Linked DNA regions of Sus scrofa: region 2 is linked to region 1. A link is a contact called in public HiChIP or PLAC-seq data. All regions are on one chromosome and are shown on one strand. Each heading gives the region's core, a stretch centred on a gene start, on an enhancer-like site or on the middle of the called end of the contact. The rest is flanking DNA. Distances are from core to core; before and after follow the strand shown. Region 1 holds the start of CALR (calreticulin). Region 2 holds the start of ASNA1 (ATPase ASNA1).

Evidence for each region. HiChIP or PLAC-seq counts read pairs in DNA pulled down with a chosen protein or histone mark.
Region 2: a contact with region 1 is called in an H3K27ac HiChIP or PLAC-seq map of alveolar macrophages. The contact joins the promoter of ASNA1 here to the promoter of CALR in region 1. A contact is called at or near these places in 2 of 5 promoter capture datasets (fetal liver and liver), 5 of 47 Hi-C or Micro-C datasets (epiblast stem cells, heart right ventricle, liver and 1 more) and 2 of 2 datasets of contacts at active chromatin or transcription factors (alveolar macrophages and skeletal muscle).

The regions. Positions count from the first base shown.
Region 1 is chr2:66,100,482-66,104,690 of Sscrofa11.1, forward strand. CALR (calreticulin) reads right to left here and starts at 1,593. Exons shown (of 9, transcript NM_001174133.1): 1 at 1,440-1,593; 2 at 972-1,073; 3 at 584-787; 4 at 62-156. The coding sequence starts at 1,530.
Region 2 is chr2:66,259,730-66,263,462 of Sscrofa11.1, forward strand. It overlaps ASNA1 (ATPase ASNA1), which reads right to left and starts at 1,406. Exons shown (of 7, transcript XM_003123324.4): 1 at 1,056-1,406; 2 at 70-217. The coding sequence starts at 1,216. It overlaps C2H19orf43, which reads left to right and starts at 2,657. Exons shown (of 3, transcript XM_003123323.4): 1 at 2,657-3,074. The coding sequence starts at 2,724.

The DNA.
Region 1 (4,209 bases), core at 343-2,842:
ACCCACCAGGCTGGCCTCTGAGCCTCCCCTGACAGCCATTTGTTACCACCCCCAGATGCACCTTGCAACGGATATCCTTATTGATGAGCACGTTCTTGCCCTTGTAGTTGAAGATGACATGAACTTTCTTGGTGCCAGGGCCACAGATGTCCGGGCCTTGGTGAGAAGTAGGTCCGGTTAGAGTTAGAGGCTCCCCACCACTGAGCCCCGCCCCCACCCCTTTTCAAAAAGAAAACTTGGTTCTTAAACGCAGGTCTGCAAAGCTCAAAACAGAATTCAGACTTTATCTCTAAGGGACTAAGAATAAAGAGTCAAAGGAGAGAAATTAAGTGCTCAGAGAACTTGTAGAATTGGAAAATAGCTACATAAACATCACACAGACTATCAGCCTTAAACCAAAAACAAAGCAGAAAGTTGTTAACTGTAACTATTCCCTCAGCTTCCCTTCCAAAGAAAAACTTAAGCATGTAAGGGTTTTCTGTGCTCTCAAGACTACTTTTCATGGGCTATATATAAGGAACACACGGGGTTTCAGGCTCCGTCTAACTAACCAGAGGTCAGGATCAGGGTGGGGCCCCCTCACCAAACATGATGTTGTATTCGGAGTCTCCATGCATGTCTGTCTGGTCCAAACCATCTGGAAACAGCTTCACGTATCCACCCCCACAGTCGATGTTCTGTTCGTGTTTCACCGTGAACTGCACTACCAGCGTCTGACCCTTGTTGCTGAAGGGCTCAAATCTGGCCGACAGAGCGTAAAACCGGGCATCCTGGCTTGTCTGTAGCCCTAGCAAGGGACGATAGTGAGGTCACGGCTCAGCCCAATCCCCGGAGTACCCTTATGTGGGAAATAGAGACGACTGCCCCTTCCTCCCCCTGCTCTGTTCCTAGGGGTACCCAAGCTGTGTGATGATTAGGAGCTTCCTCCAGGAAGTCCTCCTGGATCTGAGAACCCATCCCTAGGTTCTTACCTTTATCTTTCTCCTGGTCACCGTAGAATTTGCCGGAACTGAGAACGAATCTGCCAAAATCCGGTTTGTGTTTGGATTCAATCCAGCGATCAGTCCACCCGTCTAGGGGACCAGAGGAGCAGGTCAGCGCGGCCTTGCTCATCACCCCCCAAAAAACATCTACCAAGACCCACAAGCTGCTAGGGTCAAATAAAGAGCTATTCTTCTCTCTGACTTCCCCTACCCCGGCCTCTAGTTTGACATCTCTAATGGCTTAAGAGAGCCTCGGGCGAGCCCTAACTCCGGCCGCAGAAGGCCGCTGCGCCCTCCACGCTCCTCAGGGACGGAGAAGGAAGGATCGCCTTGCGGCTTTAGTCCCTGAAGACTACCGTGTTGGCCCTCTGAGCAGTAATTACAGAAGACACGCAGATATGGGCTAGGTGGCCAGCCGCCTCGTTAGAGAGGCCTCGAGGCGGGACTAAAGCTTACCTCCGTCCAGAAATTGCTCCTTGAAGTAAATAGTGGGTTCAGCGGCGGCCAGGCCGACAAGGCCGAGCAGTAGTGGGACTGGGAGCAGCATGGCGGGCCGAGGGGGCGGCGGCGCGCGGGCCCCTTAAGTCACTCCTCCAGCAGCCGCTCTGCAGTACGGACGGACGCTACCGCCGGCCGCGAGCCTTTATACCGGGCCCGCTCTCAAACCAACCTGGTCCTGCCTCTTTGACCCTCCTCCCCCGCCGTATCATTGGTCTGTGGCTATAATCCTGCCTTTCCATTGGATCTTTGTCGGCTCAGCATGTTCGGCTGTGCCTCGGCACGCTGGGTTCCCAGATGGCCGATTTCTATTGGCCGCACCACTGGCCAATGAAGGTCGACCACGCGTTGTGGGGGACGCCCACCGGTGGAGTGGGGGCCTCCAGCCCCTCAGGCTAGGTCATGTGACCAGACCTCGGCCCAACCCCGCCCTAGCCCGCGAGCCTGTCTTCACAGCTGGGCGTTTAAAGAACGCGCGCGAGTGCAGGTGCCACTGCGCTGAGCTATGACCCTGTTCCAGCCTCGCCTCTGCTCATCCCCTCTATGGGGCTGGGTGGGCAAGGTTTTCCTAGCCTTTTTCTGTTGCGAATTTGGGGAGCCTCTCTAATTCAACCCTCTCTTTTTCTCTTCCTCTTTCTTTCTCTCCAGTCACCCCGCCCTGCCCAGGATGAGGCAGAGGTCACCGGGCCCTGGGGCTTCATTTCACCCTAGCGCCAGAGCCATGCAGCCTTGCGGGGATAGTGCGGGCTCTCTCCTCCATGTGGCTCCTAGTGTCCTGGCCGCTTTGTCAAGACTGCTGCTGTGTGAAATGGGTCAAGTCACCTAGCCTCTCTGAAGTCACAGGAGCTCCTGAAAGGCCAAGAGGAGCGACGCTGGCCAGCTGCTGCCTGGCAGAAGTGCTTTCAAAGATCTTAGGGACGTCCTGGGACAAAAGGAAGGAAGCCCAGATGGCTTGAAGATGTGACTACAGGCTGTGGCTCCGTAGGGTTGTTCCCTTTATTGGAGCCTCTCCAATATATACCCTCCACCCTTTCCTCAGCCGGTAGACTGAAAGGGGTCACTGTCTTGTGGTCTCCCACAAACGGCTCGCTTTTGCAATTAAACGGCTAAAGAGGAGGGGGCAGGGGGTTCAGTTGGGGAGGGAGTAAAAGGGACAGATGGTGGGGAAGATAAGGTCCAAGAGAGGTGGGCAGGACCCCTAAATCTGGAGCCTTCTTCTGAAGCCAGAGGCGCATGACAGTGACTGACACCAGCTCCCTGCCCCTAGGCTACAGGAAGGAGGAAGGAGAGCTGGGGGTTTCCCAAACTATGAGCAAATAGGCTCTGGACCTGGGAAGTGGGAGGGAACTTTGGAAGGAGGGTAGGTAGGGGTGCTTCCCCTCTAGTGGTGGGAACTCAGAAAAGGGAGGAATGAGGGATCTTGGAGAAGTTGTGGTTCTGCCCCTTCCCCAAGGCAGTATCCAGTAGGGGTGCCCAACCTGCACCCCTCCTGCCCCATCCCCCCCAGGACCCCAAAGGAACTTCCAGTGACTTGCTTTCCCTCCCTTTCACATGTGTCATGGACATGTGGTCTTGGTGCTTCCTGCCAGAAGGTAGACACTGTACCTGTTAACCTCACAATCCCCCTGCAGGTGTTCTGCAGCACCTGTCACAGAACAAACTTAAAACCTACTTTATGTGTGACAGAAGGAAGGAAAGAAGGGTTCTTGCTAGAATTAAACAAAAATGGGTAAAGCATTTTGAAGTTAGAAGGAGATTTTGAGAGAGTTCCCATTGTAGCCCAGTGGGTTAAGAACCCGATGCACTGTCTGTGAAGATGCAGGTTCATTCCCTGGCCTTGCTCAGTTGGTTAAGGATCTGGCATTGCCTCAAGCGGCAGTGAAGTTCACAGATGCAGCTGGGATCTGGGGTGGCTGTGGCTATGGTGTAGGCTGGCAGCTGCAACTCCTATTCCATCCCTAGCTGGAAATTTATACATGCCAGCTGTGGCAAAAAAAAAGAGAGAGAGAGAGAGACCTTGATGGGTACATTCTGAGTTTTTGTTAAGACTTTACTGAAAGTCCAGACAGGGGGATATCAGTAACCCCATTTTCCAGGCTCAAATAACAATTATGATGGCTAAATAAGTAAATGCATACTGCTTAAAATAGCACCTAACACACAATCCACACTCAAAAAAAATTTTTTTTTCTTTTTAGGGCCACATCTTCCGCGTTTGGAAGTTCCTAGGCTAGGGGCTGAATCGGAGCTGCAGCTGCCAGCCTACACCACAGCAAGACCAGATCTAAGCTTCATTTGTAAGCTACGCTACATCCTTAACCCACTGAGTGAGGCCAGGGATTGAACCCGCATCTTCATGGATATTAGTTGGCTTGTAACCTGCTGAGCCACAACGGGAACTCTCTGGTATTTTTATATTAAGTGTTGAAATAATAATTCGGACACTTTAGGTTCTGTAAAGTCTTCAAATTAATTTCACCCCTTTTGTTTTTAACATTGCTACAAGGAAGTGTAAGATTACATTTGCATCTCAAATTATATCTCTATAGGTGAGCACTGATCTATGCTACAAATTATTTCCCTGACATAGGTCTTCTCAAAGCATTGGGGCAAAGAGGGGGTGGAGAGGGCAGGCTCTGAGGTGTTTATAATTTCTCACACCATCTCCACCTTGCAGAACCTTAGACAAGGCATATCTCTGTCCAAGCCTCGGTTTTCACATCTGTGA
Region 2 (3,733 bases), core at 156-2,655, 160 kb after region 1:
GGGAAAAGCCTGAAGGTGCCTTTGCCAGAGTTGGGACAGAGCGTTAGGACTGAATCCTGGTACACTTACCATGGCGAAGAGGTTGTCATAGCCTTTGACCTTGGTAGGCACCTTGGAGAACTTCTGGTCAAATGCATCAGAGATGTTGTGGGCTGGGTCTGTAGAGATGATCAGAACACTCTCCCGCCCTTTGGAGAGCTGGACTGCTAGGCTGCAGCTGGGCAAGGGAAAGGCCAAAAGGTATGGATTGAAGAATCAGCCTCTGCTTTCCCTAGGTCTGCAAGAGGACATGAAGGGGCCCAGGAGCAGGGGACCTGGATCAGCAAGGACCTTGAGAGGAGAGTATGGATAACTGTGGGAGCAAGCCTCAATCCTTGTAGAGGGACCTTCTCAGACATCTCTCACAGACCCCTCTAGCTGGTTAGAGTAGCAAGGTTCTAATGAATGTCGGTCTGGCCTGATGCTTACTTCTTTACTAGCAAAGTGGCATGTCCAGCTGTCTAGCCAGTATAGCTCGACTCTCTGCCCCTTTCGACAACGCTAAGCTAAGGGATCCTTCGCGTCTTCGGCTAAACTCTATGGTTCAACTCACTTTTCCCAGGTACTCTATCCGAGGGACCCCTCTCCCTCCTCCCAGATGACTGGGATAGCCTGATCATATGCCCTCTCCCAGCCTTCCACCTCCACTCCCACGTTGGCATATAATGGCAAGGTTCACCAGACTAGTGGGTTCACCTGGTGCCCCTCGCCCTACCCTGAGGTCAATCTGGTACAGTCCAGCTGACTGAGACATCTAAGTGCGCTCCGGGCCCCCAGTGCGCTGGATCAAATGTGGTTCAGCCCTTGAACTCCAGCAGATTGTACGATTCAGAAGATGCGGACCTACATTCAGGAGGTATCTTCCACTTACTCCACGTAATTTCCGGAGAGTACAACCCTGAAGACCCCGGGCCAGCCTTCTAGCCATGTTGGTTGTGGAAGACCGGCCCATAGCCTCCCCTTTAACCGGTGGTACATCCCACCCGTTTTCTCGGCCCCCGCCGCAGCCTCCTTACCTGCAGGTGGTCTTGCCAACGCCACCCTTGCCCCCAACGAAGATCCACTTAAGGCTACGCTGCTCGATGATGTTGCTAAGCGTGGGCTCCAGCGGCTCCACATCAGGGGCATCCTCGAACTCCTCTGCCTCAACCCCCCACCCGGCCACCCCTGCCGCCATCTTGGACCCGGCTCACGTGATCAAGCGGAGCGAACTATGCAAAGCACCTACAGGGGAAATTTCCTATCATATCCCGTCACGGCTAGAAGCGTGAATTAATTTTCTCATGATCTGACTTTTAGGTGATAATAGAAGCTATATTTCCATATTATCCCCTTCCAAGGTTCACCTTGTCAACCTCTTGTCTATATTTTTTCAAAGACTCCCCCTGCCTAATTAACATATTGGTACCTTCCAGGTCACTCCCCTTCACTGATTGGGCCCTACGTCTTGCCACACTCCTTCCATTGGCTTCATCTTTTCTTATTTTCACCAATCACTCTCACGTCCCTGTAGCGGCCGACCTCCCCTTAGCAACCAGCCAAACACACGGTCCATGCCCTTTCCAAGAAGTTTGATCCGAGGTCCATTCCTACCTGACTCCATAGGCTCAACTTCATGTCGATCATTTCCCCCTATTTTCCAAATCTGGTCCCAACACCGCCTCAGGTCTGTCTCTTCTGTTACCTAACTGGCAACTGGCTGGGAGCCATTGAGCTCCTGACGCGAACCAATCATAGACGAACCGATTAGCTATCTTGAGATAGGTCCTCGGGGTGCCAGTGGTTAGAGGCAGAACAACTCCAGTTATGGGCGAAAGCCACAGATCCTTGTCCATTGAGCCCTGAGCCCCACGCAGGGCAGGGCCAACATTTGCAACCTCGCTCTTTGTCGTAGAAGGGGTCTGTTCTCGAAAACCTCCTTCCACTTTGCTCCCTATTCGAGGGGAGTCTGCAGTTCAGCCAATTATCTTTTTGAACCTCTGCCCCAGGAATACATGCTCGGTTCCAGGCCGTTGGAGGACACTCTACCTTAGATAGGGACTGCAGTCTAGAAATATCCGCGGCTTCACCTAAGTACTCTAGCGCATACAATAATACCCTGACTTTCAGATGAGGACCCCAGTTCCTTCGAGCAAGCGGTGTCTCTATTCCCAAATGAAAGCTCCATTTCAGAAGACAGGTACCCAACCCAGAGACGCCTCCATTTCTATTCTGGGGGCCCAGACTAGATGTACCCCCGAGATCTAGTTAGGGACCCAGGTTCCGAAGATTCAGCTGAACACACAGCCTCAGATGAAGTCCTTCCCCACGTTGAGATTTTCTCTGGTGCCAGAAAAGCGAATATGCCCCCAAGTCCCAGGCGGGAACCTCACTCCGAGAGCCAGCTATCGCCGTAGGCTTAGACGATAGCCTTATTTCGGGGGAGACCATGTCTGCGTAACGCTCGCGGAAGTTTAGTTGGGTTACTATAATCCGCTAGGCAGGGCGATGTATCTGTCTGCTGGTGCGCGGCTTCAAGCTTTACTCCTCTTTCGCCCCGCCCCGCGTGCCCCGCCCCCACTGCGGACGCTAGAGGACTAGACGGGTCTTCCCAGCATGCATTGCTCGGGACGAGGCAAGTCGGGCGCCAAGCGCGGGGTCGGAGCGGCCTTCCCGGAGTCCTTTGCGCGGCACCTGGCGACAAAATGGCTGCCCGAGGGAGACGGGCGGAGCCTCCGGGCCGGGAGGCGCCGGGCCCCGCGGGCGGTGGCGGCGGCGGGAGCCGATGGGCTGAGTCGGGGCCCGGGACGTCGCCCGAGAGCGGGGATGATGAAGTGTCGGGCGCTAGTTCGAGCCCTGTGACGGGCGGCGTGAACTTGTTCGCCAACGACGGCAGCTTCCTGGAGCTGTTCAAGCGGAAGATGGAGGAGGAGCAGCGGCAGCGGCAGGAGGAGCCGCCCCCGGGCCCGCAGCGACCCGACCAGCCGGCCACCGCCGCCGCCGCGGGTCCCGGGGATCCGAAGAGGAAGGGCGGCCCGGGCCCCACGCTCAGCTTCGTAAGGAGCCGCGGGGGTGGGGGCGGGCGCCAGGGCCTTCCTCGGTCGGGGGAATTGGGCCCGAGAAAGGGTATCGGGTCCACCCTACTCTCTGGATAAAGTGCTGGGGATTCGGAACCTGGACGAGAGAGGCCTGGGGGCGGAGGTGGGGACCCCTGGAGCCTGCCCGCAAGAACTGGGAGAAATTCCATTGGAAACAGCGCTCCGGGGATGGGGAAACCTGAATACCACTGTTTGAGTGGTACCCGAACTTTGGATACTGGGACCATCTCCCACTATGGGAGTGGGGGATATAGTCAAGTCTGGAGTCTGAATTGTGTGGATGAGAGACTCAGACTACTTACTGTGTGACCCTAGGAGATTTTCGTGTCTTTCCCGAGTCTCATTCCTCCACTGTCTATTGAGCACCTTACCTTGTGCTGGGCACCGTGCTAGGTGATGGATAGGCCTTGTTGAACACTACAGGTTATCGCTGCTTTCCTGGAGCGTCAGAACTGGCTTAATCTCATTTTCCCTGCTTGCAAAAATGGACATCATCCCATCTTCTGGTGTGATTAGCACTGGTTCTGTCTTATAGGAAGAGCTAAACCAGTGGTTCTCAATTGGGGGCAATTCCCCCCACCCCATCCCCACATTTGGCAGTCTGGAGACATTTTTGG